2 separate regions of the Mus musculus genome follow, and region 1 is linked to region 2. The links are chromatin contacts, called in public Micro-C maps. All regions are on one chromosome and are shown on one strand. Each heading gives the region's core, a stretch centred on a gene start, on an enhancer-like site or on the middle of the called end of the contact. The rest is flanking DNA. Distances are from core to core; before and after follow the strand shown. Region 1 has its middle 32 kb from the start of Atp1a1. Region 2 overlaps Trim45 (tripartite motif-containing 45).

Evidence for each region. A called contact is a pair of places that touch in the nucleus more often than the background predicts.
Region 1: a contact with region 2 is called in a Micro-C map of embryonic stem cells, with 2.4 times the contacts expected there. The contact joins two enhancer-like sites. A contact is called at or near these places in 8 of 484 Hi-C or Micro-C datasets (the G1E-ER4 cell line, embryonic stem cells and olfactory sensory neurons) and 1 of 115 datasets of contacts at active chromatin or transcription factors (embryonic stem cells).

Annotation. Positions count from the first base shown.
Region 1 is chr3:101,569,524-101,575,097 of GRCm38.p6, forward strand. No RefSeq gene overlaps it. Among named protein-coding and RNA genes, the nearest start is that of Atp1a1, 32 kb to the right of the region's middle. Within about 2 kb of position 1,333, at least 90 of the 459 cell types and tissues checked have an H3K27ac peak or open chromatin away from gene starts, as enhancers often do. A contact at or near this core is called in embryonic stem cells, where this site is marked.
Region 2 is chr3:100,930,345-100,935,934 of GRCm38.p6, forward strand. It overlaps Trim45 (tripartite motif-containing 45), which reads left to right. Exons shown (of 6, transcript NM_194343.2): 6 at 1,087-3,667. The coding sequence ends at 1,235. Among named protein-coding and RNA genes, the nearest start is that of Trim45, 11 kb to the left of the region's middle. Within about 2 kb of position 2,372, at least 48 of the 459 cell types and tissues checked have an H3K27ac peak or open chromatin away from gene starts, as enhancers often do. A contact at or near this core is called in embryonic stem cells, where this site is marked.

The DNA.
Region 1 (5,574 bases), core at 83-2,582, 640 kb after region 2:
TTTTCGAGACAGGGTTTCTCTGTGTAGCCCTGGCTGTCCTGGAACTCACTTTGTAGACCAGTCTGGCCTTGAACTCAGAAATCCGACTGCCTCTGCCTCCCAAGTGCTGGGATTTTAAAGGCGTGTGCCACCACCGCCCGGCTTGGGAGTGTTAATAGTATGATGCCTGGCTTCCACTTTTCAAGGCTAAATTTCTCTGTGTGGTTTCAGGGTACAGTCAAAGAGGAACCTGTGCTAAAGAGCACCGCTGTTTACCCCACCACTCAGCTATTGGGTTTTGTGACGTAAGCATCATTCTAAAGGTACAGGGGTTGAAGATGAGGTCCATAGCTGATGGATCCAGTCACTAAGATCCAGACCCGAGGACTCTGCCTTCATCAGTCAACTAATCTGCCAATGGATTTGGAATATGGTGGTGTTCTGGAGAGGCGGTGAAAACTTCCAGACATGGGACCTAATTGAAGAAATAGGTGACAGAGGATATATTTTCAGGGGGTATATGTTGCCCTGCATCTAGCTCAATCTGTATCTTGTCAGCTGAGGAAGGCTGGTTTGATACTAAGCAGTTCCCTCTGTGTGATAAGAACACACCTTGACCTCTGGCCCAGAGCAATGGAGTCAATTGGGAACTGGAACCCTGAAACCATGAGCCACAATAATATGTTTTGTACAGTTACGTGGAAATATGAGATGATCCTCTCAAGACAGAGGGAGACTTGTTTTGTGTGAAAGGGCGTCTTAGGCAGGGTTTCTATTGCTGTGAAAAGACACCATGACCATAGCAACTCTTATAAAGAAAGGCACTTAGTTGGGGCTGTAGTCCACAGGCTTAGTCCATTATTGTGCCCTTAAGCGGGCTAAATCAGACCTTGTTTTGCACAGTTGGACTAGCCCACCTAGGGTGGAGTCTATTGTCCTGCCTTGTCTGCAGCTTCCTGCAAGAAACCACTACCTGCTGAGCAGCTGTGCTTGTTTTCCTGTCAAGATCTGGGCAACTTGTGTGTGTGGGGGTGGTGGGGGGAGTGGGGGTGGTGGAGGTGGTGAGGGTGGTGGTGGATGGGGGGTGGTTCCCCCCTTTATATTCGGCTTTAAGAATTAAGCATCTGGCTTTGATCAGAAACTTTGTCTCGGTCTCATTTTTTTCTTGTCCATCCTTCCCAACCACCCCCAGCTTTCCTTTCAGGAACCCAGTTCTCTTGGCTGCTGGTGGCTACACATTATTGTTATGGTGATGAGCATGGTGGCAGGCAGGCAGGCAGGCAGGCAGGCAGGCAGGTAGGCAAGCAGACAAGCTGGAGAGGTAGCTGAGAGTTCTATATCTGAATTGGCAGGCAGCAGGAAGAGTCAGCCACTGGGCGTGACTTGAGCATTTGAAACCTCAAAGTCTGCCCCCTCCCCCCAGTGACACACTTCCTTCAACAAAGCCACACCCACACCATCAAGGCCACACCTCCTAGTAATGCCACTCACTCCCTCTGAGCCTATGGGGCTCGTTTTAATTCAAATCTGCACTAAGGGCTTGTGGTTGAGCAGAGGAGAGATGCATGTGTTAGGCTAGCTCACATCCCATTGCCTCCAAGAGTCCCTTGACTGAACCTCCAGGAGGTTGGGAAGTGTGATTCAGCCGGCTGCTACAGAAGAACAGGGATGAGACTTACTAAGCAAGCGACTGTCTGGTTGCCAGCCTCACTGCTGTCTGGGAACAAGCACACCTTGGGCAGATCTTCAGCTGGAAGAACCTACAAGTACTGGTGCTATGTTAGAGTGTAGGAGAGTTCAGATGTAGGGTGAGCGTGCTGGGGTAAAATGACCAATGGTGATTTGAGATGTTTTTACATCCATGCCCACGGAGCCTATGTCAAAAACATGTTTTATAGACAGCACTCAATACTTTCCATCTACTCAAGTCACTAGCCTTTCCAGACTTGAGTTTCTCACTGTGGAGGTCCACTTGCATCAGTTCCATGGGATTTGACACAATAAACCACCACGGGCCAAAATACCACGGCCTGCTGCAGGCAGGATTAGCTGCTCAGTGGGTGTTGGCTTCCCTCCTTTGTGGGTGCCAGTGCTCTGGAATGGAAGCAGATGGCCTGGGGATGCACACACACACACATACATGCACACACACACACACACACACACACACACACACACACACGGGGTGAAGAGCTGGCTTCGAGGCTTTCGCTGTCTGCTCTGGTGGGGGAGACACCCCAGAGAAGCCTCTTACTATAGTAAGTGGGGGTGTGTGTGTTCCCAGGGCAACAGGGTGGCACCCATGCCCTTCCTGTCTGTCACGCCAGGAAAAGTTTTAAACCTTGCCGTAGGTTTTTAATGGAGCCATTATTCATACTATAAAAGGATTCCTCGCATACTGAGCAGGCTCTTTAGACATTTCTGCTTTCCTACACACAGATTAACTGCACTGAGTCAGAGCCCCAGTGTAGAAAGAGAAGGGAAGGGAGAGCAGAGGGGACAGGCCAGAGGGAGGAGGAAGGGACCTCTGTCTTTCAGAAAAGCTGGTCTGAAATCCACAGTGTTTAAAAAAACAACAAAACAAAACAAAAACCCACCATCACAAGCCTCGGCAAGGACAGAACAAAAATTGACTTCTAGGGACCAGTTTGCAATGCTGAAGCCCAGAAGCTATCCTCTGCAACCTGTAGGAGGAACCAGATCTGCCACCTTCTCTGGGAAAGCCTGTCCCAGACTGACTGCCCTGGGGTCCAATGGGAGAGGCAGGCCGAGCTGCTCCGATCATAACTGCCTGCCTTCACGCTTCCCGGTTACACAAGTTGCAGCCTGGTTACTCAGGCCCTGGGGGCAAATTCATGTGAATAACTGTTCAACAGGCTGTGCTCAGTTTCCAAGAAACTTGCTGTGCTCCGGTCTTAATGCCAGCTCCAACCTCCCCTGTTCTTTGTCCCTCATAAAAGCACTGCCCTTCTCTGGTCCTTGGCTTCAGCCCTGGCTCTCTACCACATGGTCAAAACTTTCCAAGCATCTCATATGCTAGAGACAAAGCATTAGCATCCCACGTGCCATGCCCGAGTGTCCTGGGTATGGGTTGGGAGGTGGATGTGTCACCTTCTGTCACTTGTCAGTGGCAAGGCACTGGGCACGTCACCTCACAGCTCTGAACTTCACGTTGTTGTTTGTTTTGCTTAGACCATTGCCCGGCTTGTGATAAATGTGATTGGTAGGTATTGAGTTCCACTAAGTAGAAACAGCAAACTTTCCCTAGTTTTATATTCAGTGAAACGGGGCTGGGGGAACTTTTATCTAACTCTTAGGAAGGCCCAGGCACTTGCCAAGCCCTCTCTGCAGGTTATTTGATCTTTGCAGCAACCTTGTGAGGAGTGTGTAATGGCCTGTCAGGGAGAGAGGCTTGTAGAGCCCGTGAATTGCCTAGACGGAAAGCTGAGGAGCCAATACCTCGATGCCTACCCAGAGATGCCCCCACCTCCAGATGCACAGGGGAGGGAACCTTTCCCATAGGGTGTGTGTGTCCAACAGGAGGCCCTGCCCCTGTGAACATCACAGCATGCTGTGTGTACCCCTCAGGGGACTCAGAGTGGTTTGGGGGAAAGTGTGAGCCCTCTCCCGGATTTGCCCTTTGTTTTCCCTTCTGAGCTACATGGCACTCTGAGTAAGGTCTCTGCCCTTCTCTTTGAGTGGAGTTCTGGCCGCTGTATGACTCGTCCTTTGTGAGGCACTGAGCTGAGCAGGGTTCACAGTGGAAGGTGACTACATAACACATTGGGAACTGTGTATGAGGCACAAGTCAGCGATCTGACAGGCCATCCCATCCTCACTGGGGAGAGAGGGACTCTTATAAGATCCTGAGATACCCAGATCAACGACAATGCTTCGGAACCCAGGTCAGCCCGGGGTCCAGTGCCCTTACTGATGCCTCTGTACTTCTTAGAGGAGCTTGACTTCTTCATGACTTTGACATGGTCCCCCACTCTAACTCTGTATCTAGTTCTAGACACCTGCTTGTTCTTCAACTCTCTGATTTCAAACTTCAGTGTTGAGATAGAGGGACCCTAAGTCACAGGCTGGTGGCAACCTGGGCACAGATCAGATAGGCTAAGCTCTTCCCCCTGGGAAGCAGTGGTACCAATGAGCATACACTTAAAAATTATAGCTGCATAGGCATTGTGCAATTTTCTATAGTATATACTGTAATTATGTGTATATATATATGTAATTATGTAATATATATAATTACGATATATAGTATAATTATATAGTATATACACACATATACACACACTCACACATATAGATATAAAAATGAGTTAGAAGTCATTCAATTACTAAATAGCTGTGCTTGAATCTGGGCTATCAGAAAACACCAAGCCTCTGACCTCAGCCGCCTTGTCCGTGCTCACGGCTGCCTTGTCGGCGCCCACATCCTGGTGATTGTCACAGCATGGTTAGAGGTCTCTATAGTTCCAAGTTTTTGGCTTGGGCAACAGGAGATGGATGCATCACAGCCCAGATTTTGTTCATTTTGCAGGTACTTAAATAGGTTTGCCTCTTAGGTAAAGCGCCTAATTTCCGAATACGTGAAGATGTCCAAGATGCAAGTGGATTTAGGGAGGAACGATCAGATTAAAGGTGGAGATGACCCCAGCAGGAATACAGAGCCAGGGGAAAGAAGGACAGGAAGCTATTCTTGTGAGGACCAAGGAGCAAGGAGCCGTGAGAAATGAGGGGCTTGAGTGAGCCGAGATGGCTGCAGGACAGGAGGTGTTCTGGAAGTGGTATGGCAGGTGGCGTGTGTGCTGCTGAGGCCAGGAAGGACTAAGGAGTGACCATGGCTGGATAGTCTGCTCAATTGATTTCAGATACATGGTTTCAGGGGGCTGCTGTCAAGAGGGAGGGGGGCGGGGAATGGAGGAATAAGTGTTCCAATTGGGAAGTGAGCAAGGAAAGAAGTCATGGTTCTCTTGGGGCCCTCATTTATGGCCCAGAGAAAGTGTGAGATGGCCACAGGGAGGGGTGGGAACTCAGGATGTACAGGGCCAACAAGACTCACTTTCAAATGCTGCAAGGACCAGTAAAGCAAGCAGTGTACAGGCCAAAGCCTTGGGGAGCACTCAAGAGGGCGGTCAGGGCAGGCTCAGATGCGCATCTGTAGGGCACAGACAGTTGGCTGGTCACTGACCTCATCTTAGGCACTGTTACTATGAGGGGTCAGAGAGATTCCTCATAGGCTCATGCAGCTTTAGTGTAGGGAGGAGTTAGAGCCTAGTCACCAGGGTGGGAAGCCCCAGCCACTAGGAGACTTGGTTTTGGCAATAGCTTGCCCTGAACCTCTGGCTACTTAGCTTCTTTTTCTACATTCAGTATTTGACTACCTACCCCTTATCCAATGATGAACAATCACTAAACAGAAAAGGGCAGAAATGTCCTGGTGGACAAGGGGGTGGAGCCTCAGAAGCCCTCCTCTCTCTGAGGTGCTTCCCAGATTAGAACAGTGGAGGGGCTCTGACTGGCAGCAAGCTGTCCTTCCAGGGAGGGCCTAAGGTATCAGGCTGAGTCAATTCCTTGTCTGTAAAC
Region 2 (5,590 bases), core at 1,122-3,621:
GGGTGGGGAGGCAGGAGTGGGTAGGTGGGTGGGTGGGTGAAACACCCTCATAGAAGAAGGGAAGAGGGGATGGGATAGGGGGTTTCCCAGGGAGGAGGTAACTAGGAAAGGGGATAACATTTGAAATGTAGCTAAAGAAAATATCAAAAAAAAAAAAAAGAAAAGAAAAAAGGATTATTAAAAAAAAAAAAGAATTCTAGCCTCTTGTGTAGAGGCAGGACAGATAGTCTATACAGCAAGTCTCATGTTCTGAATTGAAATGACAGGCTTCAAGGTTCTGAGTTCTTTTGATACAGTTTACCAGTCCATGGGCCTTTTGACCAGAATCTGAGATTTGTAGATTCAGTCTATACCTGTTCTAGCAGTCTGAGCACTGTGAAATATAGATTCACCCAAAAATCATGAGGAAATTCAAATGGGGAGGATCAGGGGGTAGATGATTGAGCAACGTCTCACTCTTTATTTAGACATCTGGGCAAGAGATCCTTCATTGTTGTTGCTGCTGTTGTTGTTGTTCTATCATGGGCCTGGGGGAGATTCAATCATGTGAGCAGTGGCTGCTGTTCCAGAAGACCCAAGTTCACTTCCCACCACCCAGGGGTCTCGCAACTGTATATTACTCCAGCTAAAGAGATTTGATGCCTTCTTTCTGATACCAGCCACACACATGGTTCATAGACATACATGCAGGCCAAACACTCACACGCTAAATAAAAAAATCTTTTCATCATGTCTTTATTCTAATGGTGGCCCACAAAATAAGCTTTTGTACCCCTCCGTGTAACCAATTTAGCACGTCTCCTTTTCCATTAATCTACCCTTTTATTTTCGTGTCACTCACTGCATATAGTTAAGATCCAAACCAGTATTTAACAGTTGAAGGGCAAACTAGTTCATCTCCTGGTTGCATTTTGGACAGTTCTGAGAGCCTGGCCTGGCCATGGCTACCAGATAGTTCTGATTACAGTGGACTGAACTCGGTAGTTTCTTTGGGGAGATCTTGACTGCTTAGGTCTGAATGTTGCCAGGATTAGCTTTGTACAGCTGGACTCTACTTTATGTTGTTCCCCCCTTTGTATTATGCAGGTGGATACCTTGGCTGTGGCCACGGACACAAAGGCCACCCGGGCCGTCCACACTGGTCTTGCTGTGGGAAGTTCATTGAGAAGTCCGAGTGCTCGTTCACGAGTGGGCAGGGCGCCCCGAGGAGTCTGCTTAGGACCGTGGCGCTCTGATGCTTCCTGGGGACAAGTCGGGCCAGGTAACCCTGAAGCTAGCATAACTTCAGCTATGCAGAGAACCCAGAGCTTGAGTAGTTCCAAAGAGACTGACAGAATTAAAGACGAAGTGCTTTCTCTAACATCAGACTTCAAGTGCTTTCTGTGTGGGCATCTCTCGTGTACCATGGCGGAGTGCAGGCCTCCCCTACACCGCTCCTCAAGGCAGGCTGCTGATCTACTCCACGGAAAGCTCTCCTGTTTTATACGGGCATTGAGGTGTCTGTGCCATGGGACCATGAGCTCCTGGAGCAGGGAGGACTTTATGCCTTCCTTTCCACTGTGTTGCAGCCTCTCCGGTTTACCCCGAGCTAGAGTTTCAGGGCTTCTCCTGGAGGATGAAACCCCTCTGGCCCATCATTTGTTTGTTGTATACTTTCAGTGGTTTCCTAGTACACAGTTTATGATGATTATCACGGTTTTGCCGTCTAGATGAGCGCCCGAGTGATGCTCATGTGTAGGCACACAAGTAGACAGTAAGGAGGTACGGTGTGGCAAGAGCGCAGCCATCTGCTGCAGTTCTTTACATCAGATGACGGCGGGTCCTCCATCCACACAGCTCTGACTTAATGGAGGGCTTTCGCTGCCCTCTCTACCCTGCAACAGCTGAAAGCACTGACTCTGCAGGGCACCCCCTAGCGGCTACAGGATTCTGGGAGGAAGACTTAGTACTCCCTCAGCCCAGCCAAGGTCTTCCCAGTAGAGATTTTGTGTTTTCTGGGATTCTTGGTTTCTTACACAGCAGTAAACTCACAACATATGAAACTGAATTACTGAAGTTTGCATTATAGGATCTCATAGGGAGTGGTGACTCATTGGAGGGGCAATTGGGTAAAGGAAAGGAAGCGAGGCACTTAGATGACCACTGTCAGGTTTCACTTCCTTCTCTTAGCCTTTAAGATAAGATACATTAAGATAATTAAGACATTAAGATACTTTCTTCATTTTCTTCGAACATTCCCCTTGAGCCCCTTTCTGGAAGCAAAATCTGATGTTCCCAGAAGACAACACTGCCCCTCTCCCCCTCAGCTGGTTGTTGTTTGCTCCTCACTCTGTCTGTTCCCACCCACTCCCAGCCACACCCTGAGCCAGGTCAGGTGTCTACTGAGCTTGCCATGGCTGCTTTGAGATCACTGGTTCTCAGCCAGGCAACCCCACCTCCCGGGGGCGTGTCTTACAGAATCTTGGGGATATGGGTTCTAGCAGCATTGAGTAGGGCCACAGGTCAGTTTATTCAACTGCAGGATAGCTTTCTGCAGCAAATGGAGCATGCTTTGCCTCCCTGCAGTGCCATTTTCATGTCTGATGAGGCGTACATCCTGCATTCTGCTCAATGGTTCCCTCCCAGGCTCCTAAGCTCGACCTTGCACTGTGTTGTTGTCAGTATGCTCAGTAGAGTCAAAGAGCAGTCCTTCCATTTCTCGCCCCTGTTTCCTCCCGTGACCTCCTTCTGACTTAAATACCACTTAGACTCGGTGACTCCCAAGTCCTCTTCAGGTCACTCTCTAGATGATTATGAGGTCCAGTGACTTACGTCATCACATCTCCTCTTATGTGTACAGTAAGCCCCTCATTCAAATTTAAATGGCTCCCAGTGTCCAGTTCTCACTTGCTCCTGCCTGTCATCACCAAACAGCTTCTCCTGGAGTCCTCTCCACACTTTAAAAGAGAAGCGTCTGTCCTTAGGTGGGGCAGCCTGGAAACTCCTTGTGTGTCACACCATATCCAAACCACTGGTAACTCCTGTCAACCTCACTTTCACTGACTCCTGCTCTCTGCGTCCATTGCTACCATCCTGGTCTGACAAGCCGAGACTCCCACCAGAAAGCTTTGCCTATCTTCTCGCCAGCCTGCTTCCACATCAGGTCATTCTGCTCGGTGCCTCCAGTGACCGCTCGCTCATCTCAGAACAGAGGCAGCTCACCTGCTTCACATTACCATGTGCCAGCGTGGTCTGATCCATGGCCTTCTCTTCCTACCCAGCTCCACCTTCTGTCCAGGCACAGTGGCCCTGCCGGCCGCTGCTCAGGCTCAGCAGCCTCTTCTTGGAGCCTTTATAGTAATGGGCCTTCTATCTGACAGTCCTTCTCAAAGATGCATCATACCCTTTGACTTCAAGTTTCTGCTCTAGTGTCAACTATTGTCCTATTAGTGAGGTTTCTAACCATCCTGAGTAAAACAGAAGAATCATACCCAGGAGGAGGCATCCCCTGCCCGGCTTCATCACCAGCTGACGGGTGATGTATTGTCTTACATCTGCTGTACTGGACTCTGAGCTCCGCGAGGGCAGGGAGCTGGCATTCAGTAACTGTATTATCCCCATGCAGGTCAGACTTTGGCTCACAGTAGAGACAAATAGTATGTTGAATGAATAAAAATTCAAGTTGGTAGAGTTTTGTTTGGCTTTACTTAGTATGTTTTCATGACTTCCATTTCCCTAAACCCAAGTATATCCCATTGAACCAAAGACCACTTGGGAAAAGGTCTTAACCGCCTATCAGACTTGTTGGATACAAGTAAGCACCCAAGGGACCAGCCTTGAATTTTCCAGTTACCTCAGACATCCAGGGAGTCTTGTGCCCTGAAGTCTCTGGAATTACATCATCTTTCCCCAGGGGTCTTGAGTCAGTGCAGCAGAGCCAAGCACAGCTCGAGAGTCTACCTTGGAGAGCTTGCGACAACCGGGCAGTTTTTTGTAGATGAAGCTGCATCTCTAGAGGAAAACTTTGATCTCAGTGGGGCATCCAGGGTCTAGCTACTACCATTAAACAGGGAGGAAGAACTCAAGGTCGGAAGCACATACTTTGGCTGGTAACAACTCTGTTAATGTTTAAAGTCCCCGTGGGCGGTGGTAGGGGTGCCTGGGCTCTTACTTAGTTTGAACAATAATGGGGTCTTAGCCCAATTTAGTCCAGATGCTCTGGCAGCTGAAAAAAAACTATGAAAAGGTCAGAGTGATCTGAGAACCCCCAAACTCTACGGCAAGGAGAAGAGAAGTGGAGTTTTTAGGGAGGATACAAATGTGTCCTCATGTGCACGCTGAAGATACAGCTTCATGATGTAAGCGATGTGGCTGGTATTACGGCTGAGAAAAAAAGCGACAAATTCGAGTCTTGGTCCTGTGGGATATAAACACCTTGGCTGTCTTGGCCAGCCCACCCCTCCTGCTCCCTCTCTGCAATCATTGCTCACCCTTACTCCAGAGGATGCACACCTGTGGCAGGCATGGCTGTCACCCGAGGATGCTCACCTGTGTCAGGTGTGGCTGTCAACCGAGGATGCTCACCTGTGTCAGGTGTGGCTGGATAAAGATAAAGCAGCTAGAAGCAGATCAGAGGAAGCGGCATGCCACCGGGTTGTGTCAGTCCCTACATGTCGATAAGGCATTCCCTTCATCACTTGCCCAAAGCTCTCACAGGTCAATTTCTGTGATGAACCATTAACTACGCAGGTCCTCGACCACAGCTCTCGCCAGTCACAGTACAGCTAGTCTTACGCTCGATGCTAAGCCTTGGAAAGGTAGGCTTGACTTTGCTTCCCCTTAAAATTGAAGTACCCTGCAGAGCCTTGCACACAGTAGGTGCTTGATATATATTTCAGTGACTGTACAGGTACTGGGCAGCAGAAATACTCCTCACCTCTCCTTTCTTAGACATCTGCCCACACTCAGACTTAGCTATGGAAGCTGTGTAGAAAGCACTGAAGATCGTGAGCACAGCCCATGGCTGCTCCCTGTTCCCTCCCTAGTACTTTATCTCTATCCTGTAGGACAGCGTGCCTAATTAGCCCTGATCTCATGTTTATTGACGAAAACATTCTAATATAGATTATATGACCAAGAATTCCAAGTTTCTAGTATTTCTCTTTGTGCTTGCGTATACTTTTTTTTCTTCCTATATATTTTGAGGGCTTGATGCTATGTGCTGGTTAGATGGTCAACTTGACAGGAACTGGGGTCATCTGGGAAAATGCCTCCATCAGATTGGCCCATGGGGCATTTTCTTGATGAATGATTTATGCGGGCAGTGCCACCTGGGCTGGTCCAGGTCCTGGGTTGTATAAGAAAGCAGGCTCAACAGCCATGGAGATCAAGCCAGGAAAGCAGCACCCCTCCATGGCCTGATTCAGCTCTTGTCCTGCCCTCCCCCAGCGATAGAGTGGGACCTGGGAGCTGTAAACCGCAAGAGTTCTCTCGGAGTTCGTTTTGTCCATGTGTTATCTGAAAACCAGAAACCTCACTAAGAAAAGCTGTACGAGAGCAGTAATAGCATCCCATGCCATAAACTTAATGACTAAACAAGACTTCAGAGAAC